Linked DNA regions of Mus musculus: region 2 is linked to region 1. Evidence: chromatin contacts called from public Micro-C data. All regions are on one chromosome and are shown on one strand. The core of a region is the stretch at or near the end of the contact, and the rest is flanking DNA. Distances in the headings are between cores, read along the strand shown.

The links. A called contact is a pair of places that touch in the nucleus more often than the background predicts.
Region 2: a contact with region 1 is called in a Micro-C map of embryonic stem cells, with 1.9 times the contacts expected there. The contact joins the enhancer-like site here to the promoter of Nedd4 in region 1. A contact is called at or near these places in 1 of 39 promoter capture datasets (embryonic stem cells), 2 of 15 datasets of contacts at CTCF or cohesin (embryonic stem cells and stem cell-derived epiblast-like cells), 45 of 484 Hi-C or Micro-C datasets (the CH12 cell line, ECoMG myeloid progenitors, the G1E-ER4 cell line and 25 more), 7 of 115 datasets of contacts at active chromatin or transcription factors (embryonic stem cells, extraembryonic endoderm stem cells and stem cell-derived neural progenitor cells) and 5 of 9 other capture datasets (adipose tissue, embryonic stem cells, embryonic tail and 2 more).

The regions. Positions count from the first base shown.
Region 1 is chr9:72,691,559-72,694,891 of GRCm38.p6, forward strand. Nedd4 (neural precursor cell expressed, developmentally down-regulated 4) reads left to right here and starts at 1,740. Exons shown (of 24, transcript NM_001357998.1): 1 at 1,740-3,308. The coding sequence starts at 1,881.
Region 2 is chr9:72,739,553-72,742,885 of GRCm38.p6, forward strand. It overlaps Nedd4 (neural precursor cell expressed, developmentally down-regulated 4), which reads left to right. Exons shown (of 24, transcript NM_001357998.1): 19 at 616-676; 20 at 2,076-2,135; 21 at 3,101-3,208. Among named protein-coding and RNA genes, the nearest start is that of Gm27204, 38 kb to the right of the region's middle. Within about 2 kb of position 1,854, at least 6 of the 459 cell types and tissues checked have an H3K27ac peak or open chromatin away from gene starts, as enhancers often do. A contact at or near this core is called in embryonic stem cells and induced pluripotent stem cells, where this site is marked.

The DNA.
Region 1 (3,333 bases), core at 490-2,989:
AGGCATAACGGGCTAAGCAAGGGTAATGTCCATTTCAGTCGAACAAAACCTAACAGATTCCAGTCTGTTATGGTTAACTGGTTAAAAATACTGTTAGAAAATTGGAATTCAAAACAGATCTGACTTAAGCAGTTTTCTTTTTTAAACAAAGTATATGTTTGACACATTTGCTTTTACTTAGGAAAAAAACCCTTAAGTTAGAAAAAATACAGCTTGGGTGTAGTGCCATGTAGTGTAAATAACTCAACTATTTTGCTATGAATGGGCCAGTATATACTTATTGCTGGAGTTCTTGCTATAAAATTCAGGTAAGGGGTTTAAATATACCCTAGAGTATTATTTAAAAATAAATTTGCTTCTTTCAAATAGAATACCAACCTTGGTCTGTGACATTTGGGAGAGAAATTAAAATATTAAGCCTTTATTGCCGAGTAAGCTGAAAATACAGTAAAGGTTATGTAAACATAAATCAGAAATATATATCTATATATACAGAGAATCACCACCTCTGAAGGACAAGCCGTCTACTGTTCTCTGCTGTGAGAGTTTTATCAGTACTCGTAATTCTACCTCAGAGGCCATGCTAGTGGGCAAAGATGTAAACAAGGGCCTGCCTTGTTTATATTATGAAATATGTGGCCTGGTTTGTATGTCTTGTCTTTATAGGTGTCTAACAGCTGCCTGGGTTGTTTTAAAGCACCAGTAGGGCCCGCAGAGGACTCTCCGAGAACAGGATTGCCATTGAGATATGTTTATTTGATGTGTTAAATCCTTTTTAGGCTTCTTTACTTACCACAACACTCTCTTTAAGTGAATGAATTGCACACAGTGGAATAAAATATCCAATGTGTTCAGACTATATTGGGGTGTAGCTTTTCTGTCTAATCTGCATATGTTTTTAATGGAATGTTTACCCAGGCTATTTCTTGGCAGGATTTTAATAGTCAAAATATAAATGGCATCATTTAAAGACTGTACTACTTGGCTGCATTAAACGTTAAAATTACAGGACAAAATGGTTGGTGACAGCTTCTCCTCAGCCTTTTTTTAAAAATTTCCCCTTGAGGAGGTTATTTGGTGTTTACAACAATGTTACTGGGCTCGTTTTGTAGTTCAGTTTGTCAACTTTCACTTTCATAATTGTGTTTTGCTAAAATATTTACCTTGTTCAATTTGACGGTTAGGCTTTATGCCCCTCACCCCACGTTTTTGTATTTCCAAGTTATTCAGCTGTTTTCATTTACTCATTCCTGAAAAAATATTACAGTCCGCGTAGTCCCTGCATTAAACCTGACTAAATCTCTCAGTATGGCCATATTTTGAAATTCAATCTTTAATTTGATACTCAATCACACAGGTTTTATTTGTACCCATTTCCTGTAATCCTATAGCATTCAGTGAAAATATTAGCGGTGAGGATCACCGGGGGAAGTTGTAGGCACTGAGATTTCGGGAGTTAAATGTTCGTTTTGTAGGGCTGGGGTGAAAAACTAGGTTTCCCAGTTGAAATTGAAGAAGCTTGTTGTTCTTGCGTTACTCATTCATGCAAATTGGCGAAGGTATAATTGAAACAAGGTTGGCTGTGTTTGAGTCAGGGCTGCAGCTGAGCTCAGCTTAAAGGTCGCTGGAAATCAAGTGCTTTGTCAGTGAAGGCGTTCTGACTCCCGGCGATTCTAGACACTTGGGGAACGTCAATCTCGGGCATGGGTCGTCCTTTTCTATGAAATCTGGTATCTGAAGTTAAAGACGCCTCCCCACGAGCTTTTTCAACACCGCCGATGGTTTTTTCCTCTGGATGCAGCACAGCTGCGCTAGCCTGACTACAGACAGAGCTCTTTGTTTTGACTCTCAGCCCTGAACATGCTTGGAAATGAGAACAAATGGCACAGAGTTTACGACTGCACTTTGCCGCCAGAAGAAGCAAGACTTACCCTCTGTCGGAACCCTCTGGAGATGACTTGGATAGCCACGTTGACACACACGGCCAGAGGCGGCCCCGGATCTCAGTGGCTAGTGTGGTTCAAATGAGGCTGACCCCCAGACAGGCGCCACAGGCTCCGTGGGTAGAGCATAGATCCTCTGAAAGTACTGACAAAAAGAGCAGCTGCCTGCAGATCTCACTGCAGCCCAGATACGGAGGGTGTCTTCCATCTGACACTGTCGTGGCTGATAGGGACAGTACTTCCTCTACCTGTGCTTCAAAGGATGATGTTTGCAGCAGCAGTGGAATTGACAGTGAGCTGGACAATGGCAGCCTCAGTAACTTCTCAGCCAGTGACAGTGGGTCTTACAGCAGCAGTGGCAGTGACTGTGGGTCTTGTGCAAGCCTCGCAAGTGGAGGCTCCTCCACCGGCAGTGGTGTCAGCGACAGTAGTGGCTATGAGACCTTTTTCAGTGGAAATTTACCTTCTGACAACGCCTCCAACAGAAGCGTGCCAGTCGACACTACACCCCGTGAAGTTATGTGCGGAAGTCCCAGTAGACTTCCCTTTGCCCAGGAGGACCTGGATCGTGGAGTAGAGATTATGAAACTGCCAGTGAGTAGGAACGCAAAGGGTCCACTGAAGCGCTGCACGTCTTTGGTCATTTTCCCCAGGAGTCCTTCAAACACCCCACCAGCATCCCCGACGAGCAGAGGTGCCTACCAGACCTCACACCAGTTGGTTGTATCACCTACTGAAACTGCACATCATGAAGATGGATCTGGCACCAAAGGCTTTCTGTCAACAGCTGTCAACGGGCTTCGATTATCTAAAATGGTTTGTACTCCTGGAGAAGTCAGAGATGTACGGCCACTCCATGCCAAGGGCTCATTGCAAAAGAAAATTGTCATTTCAAATAATAGGCCCAAACAAACTGTGTGTGAGAAGTTGCCAGAAGGATTTTCCTGTGTTTCCGTGCACTTGACCCAACAAAAACCAACGACATCAGATTGTGCAAACCCCCGTGGTGGCTGCACATCAGAGAGGTTAGAACTTCAGCTGCAGTCTGATTTGGACCATGGCATGCTCAAACAGAGGGCATCCCCTTGCTTGCCAACCGCATCAGACATGGGTTACCATTTAAACATCCGTGGAGAGTTGGAAAGACCAAATTCACCGATAAGCAAAGGCCATGCTGCTTTGCAAAGAAGTGTTTCGCTGGGTGGGACATACCCAAATATTTCCTGCTTATCCAGCCTGAAGCACAATTGTTCAAAGGGGGGACCATCTCAGTTGCTCATTAAGTTTGCATCTGGGAATGATGGTAAAGTTGATAGTTTCTGGAGACAGAGAGACTTGACAAATGAACTGTCTGATGTTTGTAAGGTAAGATTCCTCTGGTCTTGAAAAA
Region 2 (3,333 bases), core at 604-3,103, 48 kb after region 1:
TTCTAGAAATAATCCCATGCTGCTTTTTTCTGTTCCTTCTCCTCCTCTTTTCTTCTTTGAGAAGATTTTTCCTTTCCTTGTTCTTTCTTCCCCCGTGCCAGAATCTCAGTTCTCTTAGGACAAGCACACCCTAGTTCTCCCCGATTCTGCTCAGCTTTTGCCTTGGGCCCAGCTCCAGTCTCTCTGTTTCTTTTTTTTTTTGGTTTTTCGATACAGGGTTTCTCTGTATAGTCTTGGCTGTCCTGGAACTCACTTTGTATACCAGGCTGGCCTCAAACTCAGAAATCCGCCTGCCTCTGCCTCCCGAGTGCTGGGATTAAAGGCATGCGCCACCATGCCCGGCTGTCTGTTTCTTTTTTGTTGTTGTTTTTTTCAAGACAGGGTTTCTCTGTGTAGCCCTGGCTGTCCTGGAAATCACTTTGTATACCAGGCTGGCCTTGAACTCAGAAATCTGCCTGCCTCTGCCTCCCAAGTGCTGGGATTAAAGGCGTGCACCACCATGCCCGGCCAGTCTGTCTGTTTCTAAGTGGTATAAACATGTCCTAAAATTGTTTCTTGGTTTGTATTGGGGGGGAAATGGAAAGAAATGTTTTGTTTTGTTTTTCCTCCTTTTAGCCTTGTAATACAATGGCGATTTGTGAACCGTATCCAGAAGCAAATGGCAGCTTTTAAAGAGGTAGGTACACAGCACTCTTGCTCACCATACCCAGACTTCCAAGACCCACACATCTGAGAGGGTAAGATGTGGTGGGCTCTGTAAAGTCTTTCTCAATATGTTTCTAGTTTGATTTTATGTTTTTAAAATAATATACATATGCACTCATGGAGATCAGTAAAGAACCCCCTGGAGTGTACAAGTTGGGTCCCAATTCTTTCTTCTAGTCCCATGCTCCCAGAAATAAGACTCAGACCCAAGTCTTACAAGTACCCTGGCCATATAGCTAGGTTCTTCTCTGACTAGGATCATAACTTATAGATAACACATTTATTTCAATCTTTATTCTGCCATGTAGCTGGTTACCTCTGCTCAGGTGCTATATGTCAGTCTCACTATATATTCCTGGGCAAATCTTCCTGCTCTGACTGTCTTCAAGAATTCTTAGAATCTTAGTGGGAAGTGGTTAGGGAGGCTCAAAGCGGGATTAAGCTGGGGACTAGAGGAACTCAGAGAAAAAGCCATGAGCAAGCAGCTGTGCCAGTGAGAACGAGAGTCTTCAGTCCTCCAAGTGGGGGAAAGTAAGGTGCAGAGGTGCTATGGTTGGGGGCGGAGGCCGGATGAATGCAAGTCCAAGGGCAGCCTGGGATACATAGTATGACCCTGTCAAAAAGGGAGTAGGGAGAGAGATTGTAGTATTAAGAGCAGGCTGGGAGGGCTCAGTGGGTTTAAGGTGTGTGCTGCCAAACTTGAGGACATGGCTTTGAACCCTGGGCACATATAATCACTTAGTGGAAGGAGAAAGCTAACTCCTGCAAGCTGTCATCCGACTGCCACACACGTGCTGTGGAACATGTGTACCCATACATTTACACAGACATACAGGCACAAACGTGATGTTTTAGACAAAAATCAAATAGAATAGAAATACAAAGTGTTTACCAGACCGTTACAGTGCTGACCTTGGCTGTGTCTGCAGCAGGGCAGGTGGCAGTGTGGTGGAGGGGCAGTTGGCGTACAAATGACTGAATTTAGCTTTGCACACTCTGTGTACTTGTCTGTGAAAGGAAGAAGTGAGAGGTGACTTTGTGCAGGCTTCAGTGGGTGAAGGAGAGGAGCAGGGAGCTGAGGACACTGCAGAAGCCTCTGAGGCCTTGCTGAGGGGTCTTCCCTCCTGCAGTGGGCGTGGCCAGGGTGGGGGGAGGAATTTTGTCTGACTCAGTCTCCTCAGTACTGTGAACAAGGGAGGGAGAGGGACAAAGGAGGCTGTTACCAGCCACTTTAAGAAATAAAGAACAGCCATATTGAAATGCAGTGTGTAGCGGCAAAGTCTGTAGAAGTGAACGCGCTCCCCTTTACCAGACGCTGGAGCATAGCTGTGCCTGCTCACTAGCTTCCGACGCGTTTCCTTTCCTTCTAGGGATTTTTTGAACTGATACCACAGGATCTCATCAAGATATTTGATGAAAATGAGCTAGAGGTAAGAACTATTTCTGCATGTGCTTGGGAATGTAGTTAATGAGCGCTGCAGGCCATGAGTTCAGTCCTTAGCACCACTGGTGTGGGGTAGAGGGGATGGCCATTTGTGGAAGGGATGAGGGAGGGGCTTCCTTAGCGTGTGAAGCCCTGGGCCCCGTCCTCAGACACCGTAGAACGGGTGTGGTGGTGCACACCTGTTACCCAGCTCTTTGGAGGTGGAAGCAAGAAGACCAATAGTTCTTGTCATCCAGAGCTACACTGTTTGAAGCTAACCTGGGCTACAGGGACCCTGTCTTTAAAAAGAGAACTGGAGGGCTGACAAGATGGCTCAGTGGGAAAAGTAGACCGCCAAGCCTGACAGCCTGAATTTGGCTCCTGGAGTGGACATGGACCCCCAATGAGTTGTCCTCTAACTTTCTCACTCAGAACATGACATACACATGCTGATGTTGCCATACATACATACATACATACATACATACAGTTTGATAGATAGATAGATAGATAGATAGATAGATAGATAGATAGATAGATAGATAGATAGATAAGGAAAGAGAAATGCTCTATGGTTTTGTTTTTTTTAAGATATATTTTATGTATATGAGTGCACTGTTGCTGTCTTCAGACACAGCAGAAGAGGGCATCAGATTCCATTAGAGATGGTTGTGAGCCATCATGAGATTGCTGAGAATTGAACTCAGGACCTCTGGAAGAGCAATCAGTGCTCTTAACAGCTGAGCCATCTCTCTAGCCCTAAATGCTCTATGTTAAAACAGCTTTGGCTGGATGTCCCAGCACTGAGGGACAGAGGCAGTGAACCGCTGTGAGTTTGAGGCCAGCCTGATCTATATAATGAGTTCCAGAGGTACATAATAAGACCCTGTCTCGGGAAGGAGAAAACAGCAGAGCTTCGCCCTGGTTTTCCTGCTTACCATTCTGACTGCCGATCCGTGTATCTGTCTGCAGCTTCTCATGTGTGGTCTGGGAGATGTGGATGTGAACGACTGGCGGGAACACACAAAATACAAAAATGGCTACAGCATGAACCACCAGGTCATCCACTGGTTCTGGAAGGTAATCTAAGACATGTACTCAGTCGTGCTATGCCTCTGAGTGTGAGTCCACCCTTGCCAATAGCCATGGGTAAGCAGGGAGAGCATTCAGGGTGCACTGAGATGGGCACATTAGCTTTCACCAAT